2 separate regions of the Mus musculus genome follow, and region 1 is linked to region 2. A link is a contact called in public Micro-C data. All regions are on one chromosome and are shown on one strand. The core of a region is the stretch at or near the end of the contact, and the rest is flanking DNA. Distances in the headings are between cores, read along the strand shown.

Region 1 (3,721 bases), core at 306-2,805, 340 kb after region 2:
CCGTCTCCTGCCTCTGACAGCTTTTCCCGCAGAACATCTGCAGACTTAACACGTTAAGTAAGCATCAGGTCTCAGGTGTAGTGACCACGGCTGGAGTAACTGGCTATATGAAGCCCTTGCCTCCTCTTTTTATACTCATTGCTCCCTAGGTCACATACATTAGTGGGGTATATCAGAGCCCCAATAGATTATATTTTGAGTGGACTCAGTAGCTAGAACACTTGCTTTCACAAAGCCAACTTGGTGGAGGCAGTATTTGAACCACCCTGGTTTCAGCCCAAGTAGGATAGAATGTTATCTTGCAGACTCTTGGAATCTGAGGGAACCCCTGGCATTCTACTAAGTGGATGTACTTTGAAGGAGGCAGGCTTAATGTTAGTGATGGCTTCTGTGTTTCTCCTAGCTGCCTCACTGAGTTTGCATTCTCTCACCAACTAGATGGCAGACAGTTCTTACCACAGGATGCAGCCGCTCCTCACTGGCATTTCTGTATAGGGAGTCTGACTCCAGGACTATTCTGACTAGCCTTGGGTGTAGTCATGTGTCCTGTGCATATTTTAGGTCCCGGGGAGTGAGCCACAACCTCACTGAAGAAAAGAAAGCTGGCCCCAGGAGCTCAGGCATGGTTGCCCCCTTCTGTGCACATCCACAGACCCCATTGAGTTCTCAAGTGTCCAGGGACTGAGAAGCAGGAATGGCCTCCATTGTCTCTAACACATCATGTGGATCAGTTCTTCCCATTGCTAGGCCGATACCTAGAGACCTGCCCAGAAAATCTACTCTCAACCAAATTGTTTCGCTCTGAGAATCCAGATCTGAAACCAACTTTGTCCTGAAATGTGAGCCGAGCGAAACTGTGGCTGATAGCTTTGCCATGCTGTGTCTTTCAAAAGAAAGAAGGGGGAGTGTGTGTGTGTGTGCATTTGTCTGTGTATGTATATGTATGTGCCTGTGTATGTGTTTCCCAATATATATCTATGTCTTCATATTTGTGTGTGTGTCTCTTTGTATGCATCTCTGTGTATGTCTGTCTATATATGTCTGTTTCTGTGTCTATATGTGTGGGTTTTCTTGTCTGTCTCTTGTCTGTGTATATGTGTGTGTCTATGTTTGTGTGTGCATGTGTATGTCTATGTGTATCTCAGTCTCCTAGACCCTTTTTGAGCTATCACTATGCCACAATAGCATCATGAGTGACTATAGAACAAGGTGGGACCTGAGTCTGGTTTAGTCTTAGGTCTGCGTTCTTAAGCTCCCAGCTTTAAAAAATTTCCCCATAGGGGACGATGTGAGCCAAATGAGCATTAGGGCCTTACCTCCAGACCCAAGTGTGTACTTTAATTAATGCCTGATAATTTTCCTCATGGGTTATTAGGATGGAACATTTCAGAGCACAAAAGATGACTTTGTTTATAGGGAGGTTTTGTTTTTTAGCCCCTGAAGTAACCTGATAGTTTATTTTTCTGTCTGATCCCAATCTCCCGGACGGCTGACAGTTTGCCTTTGAAATGAGTCAGCTTTGATCAGGGATGTGGCAGCCAGACAGGTCCTTTTTACTGTCTGTGACTTAGCCCAACCAGTTTGGCAACAGCAAGCTGCATCTCTGGGTGGGGAGTGGAATATGGTGGGCACTGAGGCAGCCTGTGACAATGTAGCCTGTCTCTTGGCCGAAACCAGCAGGCTGGCACTTCTCCCTCTGCTCCCTGCGGGTCACCCATGAAGCATCTCTCTTTGCTGTGTGGGCATGAGCAGCATGGAGCTGAAGTCTCCCACTGCCCACCCTCCATATACACTGCTAAATGTCAAAAGCTTTGTCTTCACAGCCTCCTTCCTGTCCCTCTTTGCTTCACCTGGTCTCTCTCTGTCTGTCTCTGTCTCTGTCTCTGTCTCTCTCTCTCTTTCTCTCTCTCTATAAGGCTTTTCTCTTCCTAAGCAGAGTGCAATGTGGCTGGCCAGGATCTTTGACTTCTTCTGAAGCAGTTTAGGACTCCGTATGTGAAGATACAACCCAGGGACCACAGTAGCCCTATGGGTCAGGAGGCAGGATGACTACGTTGAAGACCACTATAGGAGGATGTGGGGGAGCTGGCTTATGGCCATCTTCTGGAGGTGGAGGGGTGGTTGCAATAAAAATCAGGTCTTTGCTTTAATTTTAGCAATTGCCTTCAGAGTCAGGGGTGGGGTGTGCACTTGAAATCCAAGCACTTGGGAAGCAGAGGCAAGAAGACTGAGAGCAGAGAGTTCAAAACCAACCTGAGCTACATAGTGGCACTCTGTGTCAATAAATAAAACAAAGCAAAGCCACTTTCAGCTTTACCCAGCCTCAGCCTCTGTTGGGTAAGAACAGAGGGCAGTAGAGGGAGAGGGCGTTTCATGGACATCTGAAATGCATTTGTAAGACAAAGACTCACAACCACCCAGGCACCTTGCCACTGTTTGGTTCTAAAGGCTGGGGTGTTCACCGCTACGTTTCTTTCTAGGATCCACACTCAAGTCAACCAAGGGAAGCTTTCCAGGAAGAATATCCAGCAGCCCATGGGGCTAAGAAGGTTCTTCATGACTTGATGTTTGGGAAAACTTAGCATGGAGGTCAGGCTTAGGATTCTATGACAAGATGTCAGCATTGGGCCTGAGCATTTGAGAAGCCCCCTTCTGTGTCTCAGGACCGTCTGACTCTGGGTGCAGGGAGGTGCTGTGATATTCATTATATGGGAAAGGTCCCCTAGTAGATGGGGCCACGTTGACACAGAGACTACATCATTGCAAGTCTCTGTGGTCAGTGGGCTGGCCTCCTGTTGGCATGTCTTTTAAATAAGACAGTGTTCATCTTGGTTTCTTATGAATGATGGATTCAGGAGCAACCCAACGAAGCAGGTAGACCTCGTTGTAGTCGTGTTGGTTAGGAGCAGGACATCAGTGTTTGTTCATCCTGAGAAACAATTTTGGGCAGCAAGGCATAGTCACCGGGGACAGGCCATCGGTGGAGTCTTTGTTGTCCCACACAGGCTTCAAGCAAAGTGTTAGAGGCACAAATATAGGCTGTTCTCCAACCCCAGTATCCATTAACCCTGATTGGAGAGCACAGACAGACGTGTGCAGTGGCTTCCTGTCTGCTACAAGCAGCCCTTTAGATCACGGAGAAAGGCCATTGCTCTCTAGTTCACCACACCCTCCTGCAGACAGTTGCATATTCCAGACAGGGCTCTATCTCCTCCAGCATTGCCGCATCTCATCTCTTGCAAGATTTCATTAAAGCTCCTCCAGGGGGGATTGGAGTGGGGAGTTACTGTGGTGGGAGATTACCAAGGTCAATCCTTCTGCAGTGCTTTCCCTCCTGCTCATTCTTGGCACCAAAATATTCCCAGGCGAGCACATTATGCTGGTGTCATGTATCAAAACTATATAACAGATTCACCAGGCATCTGCTGAACCGAGACACTGCCCCTGATTGCAGTGAGTGTAGTGTTGGCCTTGGGAGTATGGACGAGAACTGCTTCCTCTAGTGAGTGCCAGCTCCCCATTAGCTGAGAGCACCCATCACATAGGAGAGACTGCTGGGGCTGCTCTGTCTAGGATCAGGTTAGAGGCCACGAAAAGACTGAACTGTGGAGCTCTTCATCCTTCCAAGCTCTCTGCTGCATTAGTGGGAGCCACGCTTCACGGTGACTCCATGTGTGGGGGTGGGTCCTCTTGTGAGGTTCAGGAGTCACTGCCATCTCCC
Region 2 (3,999 bases), core at 307-2,806:
TTGCCATCGGGGTTTCTGTGCTTGCTTATATAGCACCATGGCTAAAAAATACACATGACATACCTCTCCATATTTGGCAACATACAAAGTACAGTCACATTGACCATCACATTCAACGTCCTGAGAACTCTGAGACAGATACCCTAGACACCTGCAACAGACAACAACAAAGCTCAAAGGGAGCATGTTACCCAGCCCTTATGAGACTAGGACCAGAGCACTGGCACTTGCACCCAAGTTCCCCCACATCAAACCAGTCCTACACTATGGTATTGTTTCTTAAGGAGACAGGTCTGTTCATTAATTTTACTGGCCGTTTATCTACCCATCCACCCATCTACTTACCCACCCCATCATCCACTTAAAACTCTCTGTTGAGAATTTACTATATTCCAGACACTGTCTAGAGCTTCTAGTTTGGCAAGGAAGAAAGTAAATAAGTGGATACTTTGGATGACTTGTGACAAGTGCTGGTGTGTCAGCATTCATGGGGCCAGCTGGAAGAGGGAGCACGCTCCCCGTGAGGGTGGCTGGAATGGTCAGGTCTCACCACAGCCTGGTGCCTTGGCACCAGTTTCTCTTTCTCTTGGTCTTTGCCTAGGATATCCACTACTCACCTCCACCCTGTCTCCATTTCTGTTCTTTTGTCTCTCAGACTGATACAGAGTCCTGCTCCGCTCCCTCAGAGCCTTGGTCTGTAACATTGTTGCCCCTGCTACGGGGCTTGGTTATTTGCAAAACTGATTCATCTCTGAGCCATGGGTTCCTGGGGAGAGGCATTGTAGCACATAGCACCAAGCGTGGCATAATGCAGGCAAATGGATGAAGGTTCGTGGACTTGACTGGATCTAGAATACTCAGAGTCAATTGCTTTCTTGTCTGTTAACCAGATTTTGCTTGGAAAGGTAAAAGAGTATGCTAAAAGGACAGGACAGGCCCCTGTTCCCAGAATTTTATTTCATTTCTTTTTCCTCTCTTCATCTTCATCTTTCTTTCCTCATCTTCCTCCTTCTTCATCTTCTTGCTTTTTTTTTTTTTTTTTTTTCTGACAAGCAGAAGGGGCCTGGGTGCTGATGTAGAGAAACGGGAGCTGGGGTGGACTGGCCCCACTCCACAAGAGTGATGGGGAGTGCTTGACAGTTTATTTGGGTCTCAGCCTTTTGAATGGATTAAGGGGAGAGGCAAGGCTGGGAGACCCTGGCAGGTGGAAGATCAGAGCAGGCAGCATTTGACAAGGTGGAGCTGTCTGGGGCTTGAGCAAACAGCTCCTCTCTGGAGAGAGGAATCAGGCTTCACTGAGCATGTATGAGACAAGCTCCACGAGATGCGGGCCTGGAAGTGATCACATCTTTGCTGGGACCGCAAACACATCTTCCCCGGTGGCTCAGCAGCACAGCCCCTCCTCCTTGTGCCACTTATCTTTTGCTATCCACGTTGCAGTGAACTCTTTCTGACCAACAGAAAACAGAGGCTTTGGGGAGTGAGGTGCCTACCCCGTTCTCATTACTAGTCCTTCCTCACTGCATTCCTGAAACTCTTTAGGGCTCTTTGTTTCCTCAGCTCTGAGTCTGTTCCTTGGCAATGTGTCCCAAGCTAAATGGAACCATCCCAATGCATTCTCTCATTCTGCTGCTCACCAAAGCCCCATGTGAGGCACCTTATCAGTTCCCTAGCAGACTCAAGGAGGCTGAGCCCTGTGCACGCCCTGGATCACTGATAGGCGTGCTGGCAGAATCATTTTAATGAAACCCAGAGCCTCCACTTTTTGCAATTGTAGGACTAATGATCAAGTTCTCATTGGGATGGCTTTGGGATGGCAGGTGAGGAGCCCACATCCCGCTTATGCCTTCTATGGCTGTGTACAGAGCCCAGCCATACTACACCCGCATAGCTGTTGACTGTGCTTCCACATTATTTCCTTGTCCACCAGCACTGAGCATCTATCTAATACCCCCTCCTCCCATCCCCTGCCAGGTCACTAATAAGCTATCCCCAAAGTAGACTGAAGAAAGATTGCCAGTAGCTTTCATGTCTATACTTAATAAAGTTATATAATTAACATTGTGTATTACTTTCTAGGATCCTTTAGAAAGAAAAAAAGTATCCATTTTTCTAAACATTTCCACTCCCTACAGTCTCTGTGCTGTTTGCAGTTAGCCACGTGAATGAAATCTTTTATGCAAATGAATAACAACAGGCACCTTCTCTTCTTTCTGGCAACATCTGAGATTTGAACACAGCATGGCGAGGTGGATATCTGTCAAGCTCGTGAGGTGGGTTTCTCTCTGTATTGGATTTCCATAGGCTACAGCTGATCCTTGTGGATGTGCCTGTTTGTGTCCTGAAGATCTGGAAGGCACTGGCTAGGAGAAGTCACTGGTCCGGGAACTTCACAGCATGCCAGAGCTAGCTCCGGATTCTCCCTGTCCTGTAATCTCATGGCTGCCAGAGAGTGTGTGCTTCTGAGTAGCCTACCATGAGAGGAGGACTATGCAGAAAGGCAAATCTCCCATTTTTTGGGGAGCCCAAAGCAGGAGAGCAGGGTGCAGCAAGACATTCAATTACCTGGCAAAGCCCTGGTGTCCAGGGCACTCTGAGGCATTATGAGTCCTGTGACAGTGTGCTCACGGGAGAACATGGACTCAGGGTGGTGGAAGCAGGGGCTTAGTACTCTGCATACATTATACATACAAACTCAGTCTTCTACCGACTCTCCCCATCTTTGTGCAATGTTAGGTGTCCTTAGCATGACGAAGTCCTATAGGGTGGTCATTCTTCCCTCCTTGCCCAGGACCAAGAGGATTCTGGGGACGCAAGACTCTCACTGCTGAGACTGGGGAGGTCTGTATAGACATGGGACTCTCACTGCTGAGACTGGAGAGGTCTGTGTAGACACAGGACTCTCATTGCTGAGATTGGGGAAATCTGTGTAGAGATGGAATTCTCATTGCTGAGACTGGGGAGGTCTGTGTAGACATGGGACTCTCATTGCTGAGATTAGGGAGGGCTGTGTAGACATGGGACTCTCACTGCTGAGACTGGGGAGGGCTGTGTAGACATGGGACTTTCATTGCTGAGAATGGGGAGGGCTGTGTAGACATGGGACTCTCACTGCTGAGACTGGGGAGGGCTGTGTAGACATGGGACTTTCATTGCTGAGAATGGGGAGGGCTGTGTAGACATGGGACTCTCACTGCTGAGACTGGGGAGGTCTGTGTAGACATGGGACTCTCATTGCTGAGATTAGAGAGGGCTGTGTAGACATGGGACTCTCACTGCTGAGACTGGGGAGGTGTGTGTATACTGGCCTCAGCTGTTCAGCTCAGGTCAGGGACATGACCCAACCCTCTGCAGCCCATCTCCTGCTTCCCACCTTGAACAATACCTCTAGACTCATGGTGGTGGCAGAAAGTCCCTGCTATCACTCACCCCTCTGTTCTCTGTGGTCTAGAAGCCCACCCTGATTCCTGGTTGTTATGGATGAATCCCTGCATTCCTTAAGGTTTATCATAGCCTCACCCCTCCCAGGAAGTCATTGCTCACTTCCTAGTAGGGCAGCATCTCTCCTTTGTGCTTAACCATTGTACTTACCGGTCCCCTCGTGGGTCAGTGATTACTATACACTCCCTGCCCCCTCCCAACCTGTTTCTGAGTCTGTCTTGTTTCTTTCTCCCACTGGACGGGATGCGTTGTGAAGGCAGGCGCATGTTTTTTCACACTTTGCTTTCCCAGAACAGTGGGTAGATAATGCCATGCAGTCAACATTTACAGATTTAATTATATAAATATTTCAGTTAGTGAGCAGATGGAAGTGTAGATGAGAAACTACAGGAGGGGTGCTGGTGGCTCTGAAAACTCGTGTGTGCCTATGGTTGAAAGGCCAGAATGGAGTGTAGTTCTTGAGATTGGGAGACCAGAGGTCTTTCCTGAGACAAGGCAGGGAGAGTCACTTCTCCGTGCTCTGAAATGCCCTGTTCAGGGATGGTGGGGTTGGAAGTG

Evidence for each region. Hi-C and Micro-C count contacts between places; a contact is called where the count stands out from the background.
Region 1: a contact with region 2 is called in a Micro-C map of the G1E-ER4 cell line. The contact joins two enhancer-like sites.

The regions. Positions count from the first base shown.
Region 1 is chr7:49,328,771-49,332,491 of GRCm38.p6, forward strand. The region is part of intron 1 of Nav2 (neuron navigator 2); the gene reads left to right. Among named protein-coding and RNA genes, the nearest start is that of Gm51448, 20 kb to the right of the region's middle. Within about 2 kb of position 1,556, at least 19 of the 459 cell types and tissues checked have an H3K27ac peak or open chromatin away from gene starts, as enhancers often do. A contact at or near this core is called in the G1E-ER4 cell line, where this site is marked.
Region 2 is chr7:48,990,740-48,994,738 of GRCm38.p6, forward strand. It overlaps a transcript of Nav2 not described here. Among named protein-coding and RNA genes, the nearest start is that of Gm32849, 49 kb to the right of the region's middle. Within about 2 kb of position 1,557, at least 31 of the 459 cell types and tissues checked have an H3K27ac peak or open chromatin away from gene starts, as enhancers often do. A contact at or near this core is called in the G1E-ER4 cell line, where this site is marked.